Regions from separate parts of the Mus musculus genome. Here region 1 is linked to region 2. Evidence: chromatin contacts called from public HiChIP or PLAC-seq data. All regions are on one chromosome and are shown on one strand. The core of a region is the stretch at or near the end of the contact, and the rest is flanking DNA. Distances in the headings are between cores, read along the strand shown. Region 1 holds the start of Rnf157 (ring finger protein 157). Region 2 overlaps Rnf157 (ring finger protein 157).

Region 1 (4,989 bases), core at 1,906-4,405, 36 kb before region 2:
CTGTGCTGTAGACTAGAATTCAAACTCAGTACTTAGACAGTCTTGTTGATCCAGAACTCCCTCTAAATTAGCACTATACCTTTCTGTTTCTGATCATCACTTTTAAAACAATGAGTTTGGGGTGGGGGGCGGTGAGGAGATGTGGCTGAGTTGGTGGAGTGTTTGCCTAGCATGCACGCAGCTCTGGGTTCAACCCCCAGCATCCCCAGCAATGAATAAATTGATCATGGCTGTGCATGTCTATAAACCTCGCTCTGGGGAGGTAAAGGCAGGAGGATCAGAAGTTCAGAGCCATCCTGAGCTACAGAAGAGTCTGGGGCCAGCTGAGGCTACTATGAGACCTGCTTGCCAAAGGCTGAGGTTACGGGCATGCACTACCACAGGCTGGGAGTTATCTTTAGGCAAAGAAACTGAGATGAGGTTTCTAAGGGATAGGTAACATCTACTTCATCCACTGGATTTCTAGATGTGTGAGAGGTTAAAATAGGGTACGGAGCGGCTACCTGCTTGTCCCTGTGGTAATATAGTCCAGGACCTCAAAAGAGCCTCTAGAATTCCACATGAGCTGCTAGCCCCTCCCCCCCAGCTGCAATCTACATAAAGTTGCTTTTTGCTTTCTAAATAAGCAAGCAAGCAAACAAAACAAGCCTGGCCCGGAGCCTCACTGCCGTGGCTGCTCTATCTTATGTCTCTTTACTTTTCCAAGGCTGTGGGTATGATTTCCTCATGGGAGGAGGCATCACCTTCTAGGATGGGAAGCGCTATGGGAGATAGGAATTAATCTATATCAGGCTCCAAGCAGGCTGAGGTCCTATGAGTGTCGCTACTTTTTGTTTATTGGATTTATTTATTTATTTATTTATTTAAAGGCATGGTCTCACTATGCAGCCCTGGCTAGCCTGGAACTCACTATGTAAACCAGGTGGGCCTTGAACTCACAGAGATCCACCTGCCTCTGCCTCCCAAGTGCTGAGATTAAAGATATTCACTACGAAACCTGGCTGTACGTTGTTACCCTTGAATGTATGTCTGTGCACAATGTGCAGTGTCAGGTCCCCAGAGTCAACAGAGGGTATGACATTCCCTGGAACCAGAGTTACAGATGGTTCTGAGATACCATGTGGGTGCTGGGACTCAAACTTAGGTCCTTTGTAAGAACAGGAAGAGCCTTAACTGCTGGCCCTTCTGTCCACAGCCCCAGACAGAGGATCCTGTAATCAACAGTACTGAGGTGGGCAGCACAGTGAGACCCCCTATCTCAAAAATAGAAATGGTTGTGTCACTTTTGTCTGCAAGTCTGTGGTTTTTGCTGTTTTATACGCTCCAAGGTTTCATGTGGCCTGAGCTAGCTCATTATGCAGTCTGGAGTTCTTGATCCAGCTTTCTCCACTTCCCAAAGGCTGGAGCCACACGCAGTCACCTGGCACCTGTGAGGAAGGATCTGTGTGTAGAGAAAGGAAAATAGAGGGAGGCTACAGCTCTCCCCTAAGATACCTCTGGAAGCCTAATGGTTAGGGCTGGGGGGCTGCAGGGAGAGCTCCAAATTCAGGTGAGCCCTGTGACCTGGATGAGGGTGTCTGGAGCAGGGACTTGGCCTCCCTCATTATCACCCGATGTGCATGATAGGAGTGGGTGCCTGGCTTCCAGGGGACCTTGGGGGAAAACCAAGGCAATTTTTCATAAGTAACTTTAACACAGAGTCAGTTAAATTCAGGTGAATGAAAATGCAAAATACTCTTGGGAGGCAGAGGCAGGAGACTCAGAAATTCAAGGCCACATTGGTTACAAGAAGTTCTGGGTCAACGAGAGCTACATGAGATCTGGTCTCAAGGTGGAGGGGGAGCCGAGGAACTGAGATATATCCCTAGAATCCACACAGTTGAAGAGAAAACACTTCTGCAAGTTGTCCTTTGACCTCTAAAATCACCTGGCGATACAGGAGAGGAACCCCCCCCTGCCAACACACAAATAAAATGTTAACATCAACAACAAAACTTAAACCACACCAACCCCTGCAAACCACACACACACACACACACACACACACACACACACACACGGGGGGGGGCGGGGGGGTGAGAGAAGAGAAGAGAAGAGAAGAGAAGAGAAGAGAAGAGAAGAGAAGAGATCAGGAGACAGACAGATCTACAAAACAGTTTTACAAACCTAAAGAAGGGAATCAGTCACCCCAAACTACTGTGTATGTTGTTGAAAGTTGACGTCATGCTGAAACAGTTCGGAACCTTGATCAGTCTCCCCCCAGAGAAACAAAAACAAAACAAAAAAATCCCCAAAACCTCATCATACCCACAAATACATAAATGTCTGTAATTAACTGAGCAATGACGTCTTCTGCCTGCCCACTGTGTGTGTGTGTGTGTGTGTGTGTGTGTGTGTGTGTGTGTGTAGGGAAGTCCTAGATCTGCCCTATCAAATTCCCTTTTTGATTCGAGGACTGTTCACTGATAGGCCACACAAGGCTCTTTCCAGTGTCTCCAGAGAACAGTTCACAAGGGACAGGCTCAGAGTGACTATCTTGAGTTAATGCCTACCAATCCAAACCCTAAAGGCTACCCGAGCTGTCCCAGGAAGGAGGTTACAAACAGCATTTACGGAGGGATGGCCACATCTTAGCTGACCATCCCAACATCCCCTATGCAGTCTTGGTGACATTTGGGATGTGAGGTTGGCAGAGCACTTGGGGTTCAGGCGGTAGGGGCATGAGGGATGTGGATGCTCGCCCCTGGGCTATGACCTCGACAGACGCGGAGGAGGCGGGGCTCTGGCTGCCAGGGCGGGGCGGCTCGCTGTGGGATTCAGGGACAAAGACGCGCGAGCTCGAGGCAGGCCTCCCCGGTGCCACGGGGGAGGCGCACCCGGAGCAATAATCCCACCGGGACACCGCTCGGGTGCGGCGGGGACCATGCTTCTTCCACCCGCCGTGGCCGAGCAGCTCCGGGAGACTCAGACCCTTGCCCGTCGCTGCCGCCGAGCCCCAGGCCGCATCCGCGCCGCAACCTCCGCGCGAAGCACGCGCCGCGGGCGCCCACCGCAGCTCGTTTCCTATTGGCTGGCCGGCCCGCGGGCGCTCCCGCCCCGCCGTCCCATTGGCTGAGGCCGCCGCGGTCCCCCCGCGCGCTAGCCGCCGCTGACATCACGCGGTCTGAGGCGGCGGCGGCGCCCCCGGGCTCAGCCCCGCAGCCCCCTCAGGCAGAGGCGCCGCCGCGGTGCCCGGCGGAGGATGGTGCGCGCCGTGCGGGCCGCTCCCCGCAGCCTCAGCCGCAGCAGCGCCTCAGCCGAGCGGGCCGCGGCGGGCAGCCGACCCCCGCACCGGGCGTGCGGCCGGCCGGCGCGCTGAGGCTCGGACGCCGGAGCCCGGGCGACGCCGCGATCGCAGCGGCCATGGGGGCCCTGACGAGCCGGCAGCACGCGGGCGTGGAGGAGGTGGACATCCCGTCCAATTCCGTGTACCGCTACCCGCCCAAGTCCGGTGAGGGCCGGGCGCGCGCCACGGGCCGGGCGGAGGGGAGGCCGCGCGTCGGATGCTGCGGGCGGGCAACGCGGTGGCCCGGGCGGCCCCGAGTCGGCCGCGGAGCGGGGGAGGTCTTCGGGATGCAGGGCGGGGGGCGCTCCCCATCCCGGGCCTCGGCGACGCCACGCGGAGGACTGCAGGTGCCTGCAGGGTCACCGAGGTCACCGCTCGCGTCCTCCGTGGTAATCTGCTCTGCGACAGGGACGCGCGCCGCCGGGGATGCGGCGTTGCAGCGGCTGCGGGTTGGAGAGGCATCCCTGACAGGCACCTGTGCCAGGTGTTGTCCCCGGGCTGTCGCATCCATGTCCCTTGGGACAGCTAGAAGTGCGTTTCTGCGAGCGTGAGGAGTAGTGCGGGAGGACGAACTTGCTTAAGCAGTTCTTCGCTTTTCTGGAGACTATCAGGGCGGGGATTGGGGGAGAAACTAAGTTAACAGAGATGTGTAGGAATCTGACAAGAGTCACTTGGATTGCCCCTTTCCTAGTTTCTGTCAAGGAGATGGCTGGAGACAGAGCAAAAGTGTTTTCTGTCGTACACTGTCACTTGAAACAGTCAATGCCTCCATCAGCATCAGCATTGCAGGAGAGTTTTGACAGCAGATGAGAAAGTAGTCCACTTGAGTGAGGACTGCTGTTCAAGCTGCTGGCGAGTGACCCAGCTACATGTCCTTTATCATCACCTTTATCTAAAAAAAATTTTTTTTTGCTTGCTGATCTCAAGACCCCCGGGACTCGTGTCTACCACCTTCCCTCTGGCTTGAGGACCTGGTGTGGATTTTGATGCGGGAGTAGTGAGTGAGGTGTCAGAATTGGACAGGGTCCCATTCTCTCTTGGTAGAATAAAGACATGCTAATGAGTCGAGCTGATTTCTCAGCAGTACATCCAGTTTCTGCCAGGTGGAAGCTGGGACCAGACAATGAACCTGCCTCCCTGCGGAGTGAGTGCCAGTAGCTCCCTGTCTTGCTGCTTTTGTGCCAGAGAATGAGTCCTAGCAGAAATGAGTGAGAACCACTTTAGAGAGGTCTGACATTAAGCAGCGATTGTTAGTGTTTTTAATAAACCTCTTGCTAATAATGACCGCATGGTTACTTTTATCTATTAAAATTGCATCTTGGTGCCCTGAAGGCTGAGGCAGGATTGTTAAATTTGGGGTCAGCCTGGGCTACACAGTGAGACTGTCTCAAACAAAATAAAACCAATACAACAACAAAAAGGAGGCTGATCTAGCCCCGCTCCCCAGCCATAGGATTACAAATGTGAGCCACTATACCCAACTAGCATTTTGTTCTTTTAAAAACACAAATATGAAGCCAGGTGTGGTGGTGCACGCCTTAATCCCAGCACTTGGGAGGCAAGTATGTATATATCTCTCTGTGAGTTCAAGGCCAGCCTGATCTACAAACCGAGTTCTAGCCAGGGCGGTTATACAGAGAAACCCTGCCTAAAAAAAAAAACTA
Region 2 (5,477 bases), core at 2,514-5,013:
CCTCCCGGGTGCTGGGATTGCAGGTGTGCAGCCTAAGTTCTGCTGCTCTTAACTACTGCTTTGTGCCTGCAGGAGGTGGCTGTGATTCAATGTTTCCAGAGAAGGTTTTCTGGTGGTCAGAGTTGGGTTTACGTTGTTGACTGTCACCATATCTGAGGTTGTCGTTTTCTCCTTTCATCATGGATGGCTGCTAGTAACCACCGTCCACTCTACAGTCCTGCTGGAACCACCTCTCCCATACCTCCTGTTCCAGAGGCATCAAACCGACCAGTGCAGTAAATGCCACGTGGTTCCTGTCTCCCTTCACCTTGCAGGGAAATTCACAGAATGCCAGGGACCAGCTATCACCCCCCTCCTCCACAGTGGAGGCCCTGTGCTATCTGACTGATGGGCAGTCCATCTCCAAAATCCCATCTGTACAAACCACTGGGGTTTTGCTCTGCTCTGAGACATTCTTAGTCTCCAAATCCCAGCTACCTCTGAGCTTGTTCCTCCAGCCTCTGACTTAAGTGCTAGGATTATAGACTCACACCACTGTGCCAAGGCACTGTCTAAGGCAACTTGTGAGTCTGACCACCACCAGATTCTGCCACACAGGGTCTCCCTCGGTCTTGTCTCTTCACTCAAGTCTGATATCACTTCCTCTCCCAGACTCGCCGAGTGTTGATTCTTCTTAGACGTTTTTTATCCCAGTACGCTGCTTCCAGCATAATCCGGGCACATGCGTGCATGCAGGTGTGTGTGTGCTGCGGTGAATGCAAGGCCTTCCTCAGGCTCAGCTCTTCCCATTTCAGATCTGTGCGGTTGGGAGCTGAGACGCCCTGCTTAACTTCATATTTTCAGCTGCTTCTCCAAGCTACAACTCAGAAGTGAGAGTCAGCTCCATAGACATGTAATTGAAAATGTTAACTATAAATAGTGTGTTGCCAAGGCTGGAGAGATGGCCCAGCGGTTAAGAGCACCTACTGCTCTTCCAAAGGTCCTGAGTTCAAATCCCAGCAACCACATGGTGGCTCACAACCATCTGTAATGGATTCTGATGTCCTCTTCTGATGTGTCTCAAGACAGCTACAGTGTACTCCTATACATAAATAAAATCTTTTTAAAAATCTTTAAATAGTGTGCCGCTTATACTGGGGAAAGAATGAACAGCCTGGTTAAGGCGTCTGAAGTACAGGACAAGGATTTCCTTGTATAAGATTTTGCTTAACAGTTTTAATGCCCAGTATCATTTTCAGTCGTGTTAGTAATAGGAAGTGACGCGCAGTTTATCTGGGTTCAGTCTTGCCACAGGTTTTTTCCTTGTCTGTCTTTCACAGTCAGGCTTTCTGAGCTTCAATCTGTGTTAGCCCAGAGCTGTGCAGAACACTCAGCTGGGTTTTGCAGCTTGGTGAGACAATTAAGTACTTCACTAGCCACAAACCAAGGCAGTGTAGCATCATGACAGTTCTTACAGGGATGAGTACTCCACAGACTCGGGCTTCTTAGTGTAACAGAAATGTAATCTGAGGCTGGGTGTGGTGCACATCTTTAATTTTAGGACTAGGGAGGCAGAGGCAGGTGGATCTTTGTGAGTTCAAGGCCAACCTGGTCTACAAAGTGAGTTCTAGAACAGCCAAGGTTATGTAGAGAAATCCTGTTTCAAAAAAAGAAAATAATTTAATCCGTACTCATTTCTAGCTAGCTATGGTTTTCTTCAAATGTTTTGTTTGTTGGCAGGGTCTTATGTAGGCAGGACTTACCTTCTTCATCTGCTAATCAGCCTCAGCCCTTGTAGGGCTAGGATTATGTTAACACCAAAGTTCATCTAAAGGGACAGTAGCTGTGTCCTGTGTGTCACCACAGAAGAAGACAGCAGGCTGTCCCCTGCTGGGATATTTTTGTTTTTGTGTTTAAATTCCTTCAGGACTCACTGAAAGTGGGCTACTTCCAGTGGAGCCACCAGAGCCGTCCCAGGCTGCTTAGTGCACAGTGCTCTGTGCCCACCTAATGTGTCTTGTCATCTGCAGAGAGCCAACCTATGAGGGTAGGAAACAGATCCTTGGCTGCCATCGCCCGAGTGACAGGAAGGGACGACCAACTCAAGGTTTTGGGGGGTTTGGAAATCTTGGTTTTATTAATTAATTATTTTTGTTTGTTTGTCACCTTGTCACATGCTGAAGTCATCTCAGGAGCAGAAGCTCTACTGAGAAAATGCCTCATCGTGTGACTTCTCTCAGGCTGACAGCTGTAAGCTGAATTAAATGTTGTCTTCCACAAGTTGCTTTTGGTCATGGTTAGCCACAGTAATGGGGACCCTAACTGAAACATTATCTTTCTCTCTTTTAAAACAGTGTCTTACCGTGCAGTCCTGGCTAATCTAGAACTCACGGATCTCTGTCTGCTTCAAACTCCTGAGTGCTGGGATTGAACGCATGTGCTAATACCTTGACAGAGTTGGAATTTATGTCTCTGTTGGAAGTTTGCGTCTCAAACAGAGTAAATATTTCTGGGAAGACACAGTCTCTCCAGGGTCACAGCAAAGTAATGTACAGTCTAATTGTGTTTACTCCAAGTGCTCAGGGATTTATAGATGAGATACTTAATTGCTTATATTTCATTTGTACTTTTTGTTTTGTTTTGCTTTTTTTGTTTTTTCAAGACAGGGTTTCTCTGTGTAGCCCTGGTAGTCCTGGAACTCACTCTGTAGATCAGACAGGCCTCGAACTCAGAAATCCGCCTACCTCTTCCTCCTAAGTGCTGGGATTAAAGTCGTGTGTCACACCACTGCCCAGCTATACATTATTTTTAAAGATTTATTTTTGATATTTTTAATTATGTATATGTGTGTGTATATGTGTGGGCATTATGAAAGACAAAAATAATGTAAGAAACAAAGCATGTATCCCAGGTAGAATGTGCTATTGAGGATCATGTCACCATTGCTGATCGCTGGTGACATGCCTTTCAAAGCATTTTCATTTGATCTCAGTTTCCCTTTAAGATACACAGGAGCTGTAATTCTTGTTCTACAGATGGGGACACTGATGTCCAGGGACATTTATAATGACTTGTCTGAGTGTCCTCCGTCAAGTCAGTGGGAGAACAGAGGCAACGCCCTGACCTGACTTCCGATGTCACCCCTGGTAATTAAATCAGTTAGCTTAAGAAATACTAAGTAGCAAGACAACTTAATAAGTAAGTGTGTCCCTCAGGTCCAGTCCTGTGGCCCACCCAGAACTCACGGGGCAGAGACTAGAGAGAGGATGCTAAAAGTTCAAGACCACCTTGGTCTACATAGTGAGTTCTGGACCAGCCAGGCTGCACGGCGTGTGCCCTTGTCACACAAAAGAAATCAGATCTACCTGGTGACCTTTCTTTTTTCAGTTATATTTGTGAGTGTTAATTGTGCACATGTGGTCTGAGAGGCAATACTCAGTCTAGTGAGTCACCCTGGGGCACACACTGCCAGTATATATTTCTGTCTGTACTGGTTTCATCATGCAAGTGGCCCAAAAGTGGGTTTTCCCCTCCAGAATATAATGTCCCAGAATAGCACACACACACACACACACACACACACACACACACACACACACACAGAGTTGTGGTGCACTAGGAAGGTGGCAAGCTGGGCTCAGACACTCTTACAGGATCGTGGGGAAAGGTGCTGTGTGGTGGGAGTCTCTCTGGAAAGTGCCACTGAGAGCCCAGGGCAGCTGTGGTGTTGGGCAGATGAGCTCTGAAGCATCTGGCTGCAGGAATTTCCTCGAAATGTCTTAGAAACCACGGACACTCTCACCCGCTTCCTGTTGCCGTCGTGGTCCCTTACGGGAAACAGTGCTTACTACTGTTGCAGTTCAAAGAAAATTTTGCTTCATTTTTCTGCCTTTTTTTTTTTTCTTTTCCTTTTTTGGTGTGATTCAGGCCTTGAACTTGTGATCTTTCTGCCTCTGCCTTCTGAATGTTAGGGTTACATGTACCACCACACCCAGAGAATTTTCTACTTTTAAAGATATATAAATTTTAATGAGACAGTTCTACTTTCTACTGAAGGCTATAAAAGCCCTTCTGGGCCAAAAAGTCTTAACAACATCTCTAAGTGGCATACTTACTTCATTTTCTAGCCAGTCCATGAGCAAGTGGCTTAGGAGCTCTGATATACAGAAATTAGTTATATGCTTATTTTTTGTAGAAGGCAGAGCTAAGAGTGAGCTAACTGTGGAACATAGTCCTCAGCTGTATCTTATTTTTTTTTTTTAAGATTTATTTACTTACTTATTTATTTATTTATTTATTTATTTAATGTACATGAGTACATTGTAACTGTACTGATGGTTGTGAGCCTTCACGTGGTTGCTGGGAATTTGAATTCAGAACCTCGGCTCGCTCCGGACGACCTCGCTCAATCCCTCTGGCCTAAAGATTTATTTATTTATTATATCTAAGTACACTGTCGCTGTCTTCAGACACACCAGGAGAGGGCATCAGATCCCATTACAGATGGTTGTGAGCCACCATGTGGTTGCTGGGAATTGAGCTCAGGACCTCTGGTAGAGCAGTCAGTGTTCTTAACCCCTGAGCCATTTCTCCAGCCCAATTTTAATGTTTTTGTGTACATATGTGTGTTTGCCTGGGTGAGCTTATGTGCACCATGTGTGTGCAGGAGCCCATGGATGCCAGGAGAGGGTGCAGATGCCCAGGGGCTGGAGTTAGAGATGTGAGCTACCATGCAGGTGCTGCCAGCTGAGCCCTGGCTCCCTGCAAGGGCAGGAAGGACCCTAACTCTGAGCCAGCTCTCCAGCCCGAAAAACTACTTTTATGAATTGTTTTTTGACTTTGCAGAAAAAATTGTTGCTTTGCTGCATAAAACAGCCCAGCAAGGGAAATACATCCCAAAACTGAGAGTGTATTGTTCCTTCTTTGACATTGAAGAGCCGACACCTAGACACTTCTCTCAACTCACAGGCAGTTCCAATGGGGAAAGCCTAGGGTTTTTTTGTTTGTTTGTTTGGTTTTTTTGTTCTTTTGTTTGGTTTGATTTGGTTTTTCAAGACAGGGTTTCTCTGTGTAGCTCTGGCTGTCCTGGAACTCACTTTGTAGACCAGGCTGGTCTTGAACTCAGAGATCTTTTGCCTCCCAAGAGCTGGGATTAAAAGTGTTCACTACCACTGTCCAGCAGTCATTTTTAAGGGAAATGTATTAGTGTGTTGTATGTGCACACATGTATCACATATTCAAGGCGACATTCCAGGACTACCTTTGAGAGTTTCCTCCTTCTCTGCGGGTCCTGGGACTTGAACTCGCTCAGCTTATCAGGTTTCACATGTGGTGAGTTTACCCTGTGAGCCTTCTCACTCACCCCTTCCTGGATCTTGATGAATACAAATTTTAATCTCATAAATTATTGGGTAACTTCTTACTGTATGTTTTATTCTTAAGGAAACAGAGGATTGGTGGGTAAAGCAACTTGTGTAAACCCACGCACACGTTTCACC

Evidence for each region. HiChIP or PLAC-seq counts read pairs in DNA pulled down with a chosen protein or histone mark.
Region 1: a BATF HiChIP or PLAC-seq map of CD8 T cells shows a contact between it and region 2, with 48 read pairs. The contact joins the promoter of Rnf157 here to the enhancer-like site in region 2. A contact is called at or near these places in 5 of 39 promoter capture datasets (the C10 cell line, the HPC-7 cell line, cranial neural crest and 1 more), 2 of 15 datasets of contacts at CTCF or cohesin (CD8 T cells and the NIH/3T3 cell line), 11 of 484 Hi-C or Micro-C datasets (the Ba/F3 cell line, the G1E-ER4 cell line, the MNK3 cell line and 5 more), 15 of 115 datasets of contacts at active chromatin or transcription factors (the 230-238 cell line, CD8 T cells, the HPC-7 cell line and 8 more) and 4 of 9 other capture datasets (adipose tissue, embryonic stem cells, liver and 1 more).

The regions. Positions count from the first base shown.
Region 1 is chr11:116,411,198-116,416,186 of GRCm38.p6, reverse strand. It overlaps Rnf157 (ring finger protein 157), which reads left to right and starts at 3,155. Exons shown (of 19, transcript NM_027258.1): 1 at 3,155-3,490. The coding sequence starts at 3,403.
Region 2 is chr11:116,375,552-116,381,028 of GRCm38.p6, reverse strand. The region is part of intron 2 of Rnf157 (ring finger protein 157); the gene reads left to right. Among named protein-coding and RNA genes, the nearest start is that of Rnf157, 35 kb to the left of the region's middle. Within about 2 kb of position 3,763, at least 87 of the 459 cell types and tissues checked have an H3K27ac peak or open chromatin away from gene starts, as enhancers often do. A contact at or near this core is called in the 230-238 cell line, CD8 T cells, the G1E-ER4 cell line and 6 more, where this site is marked.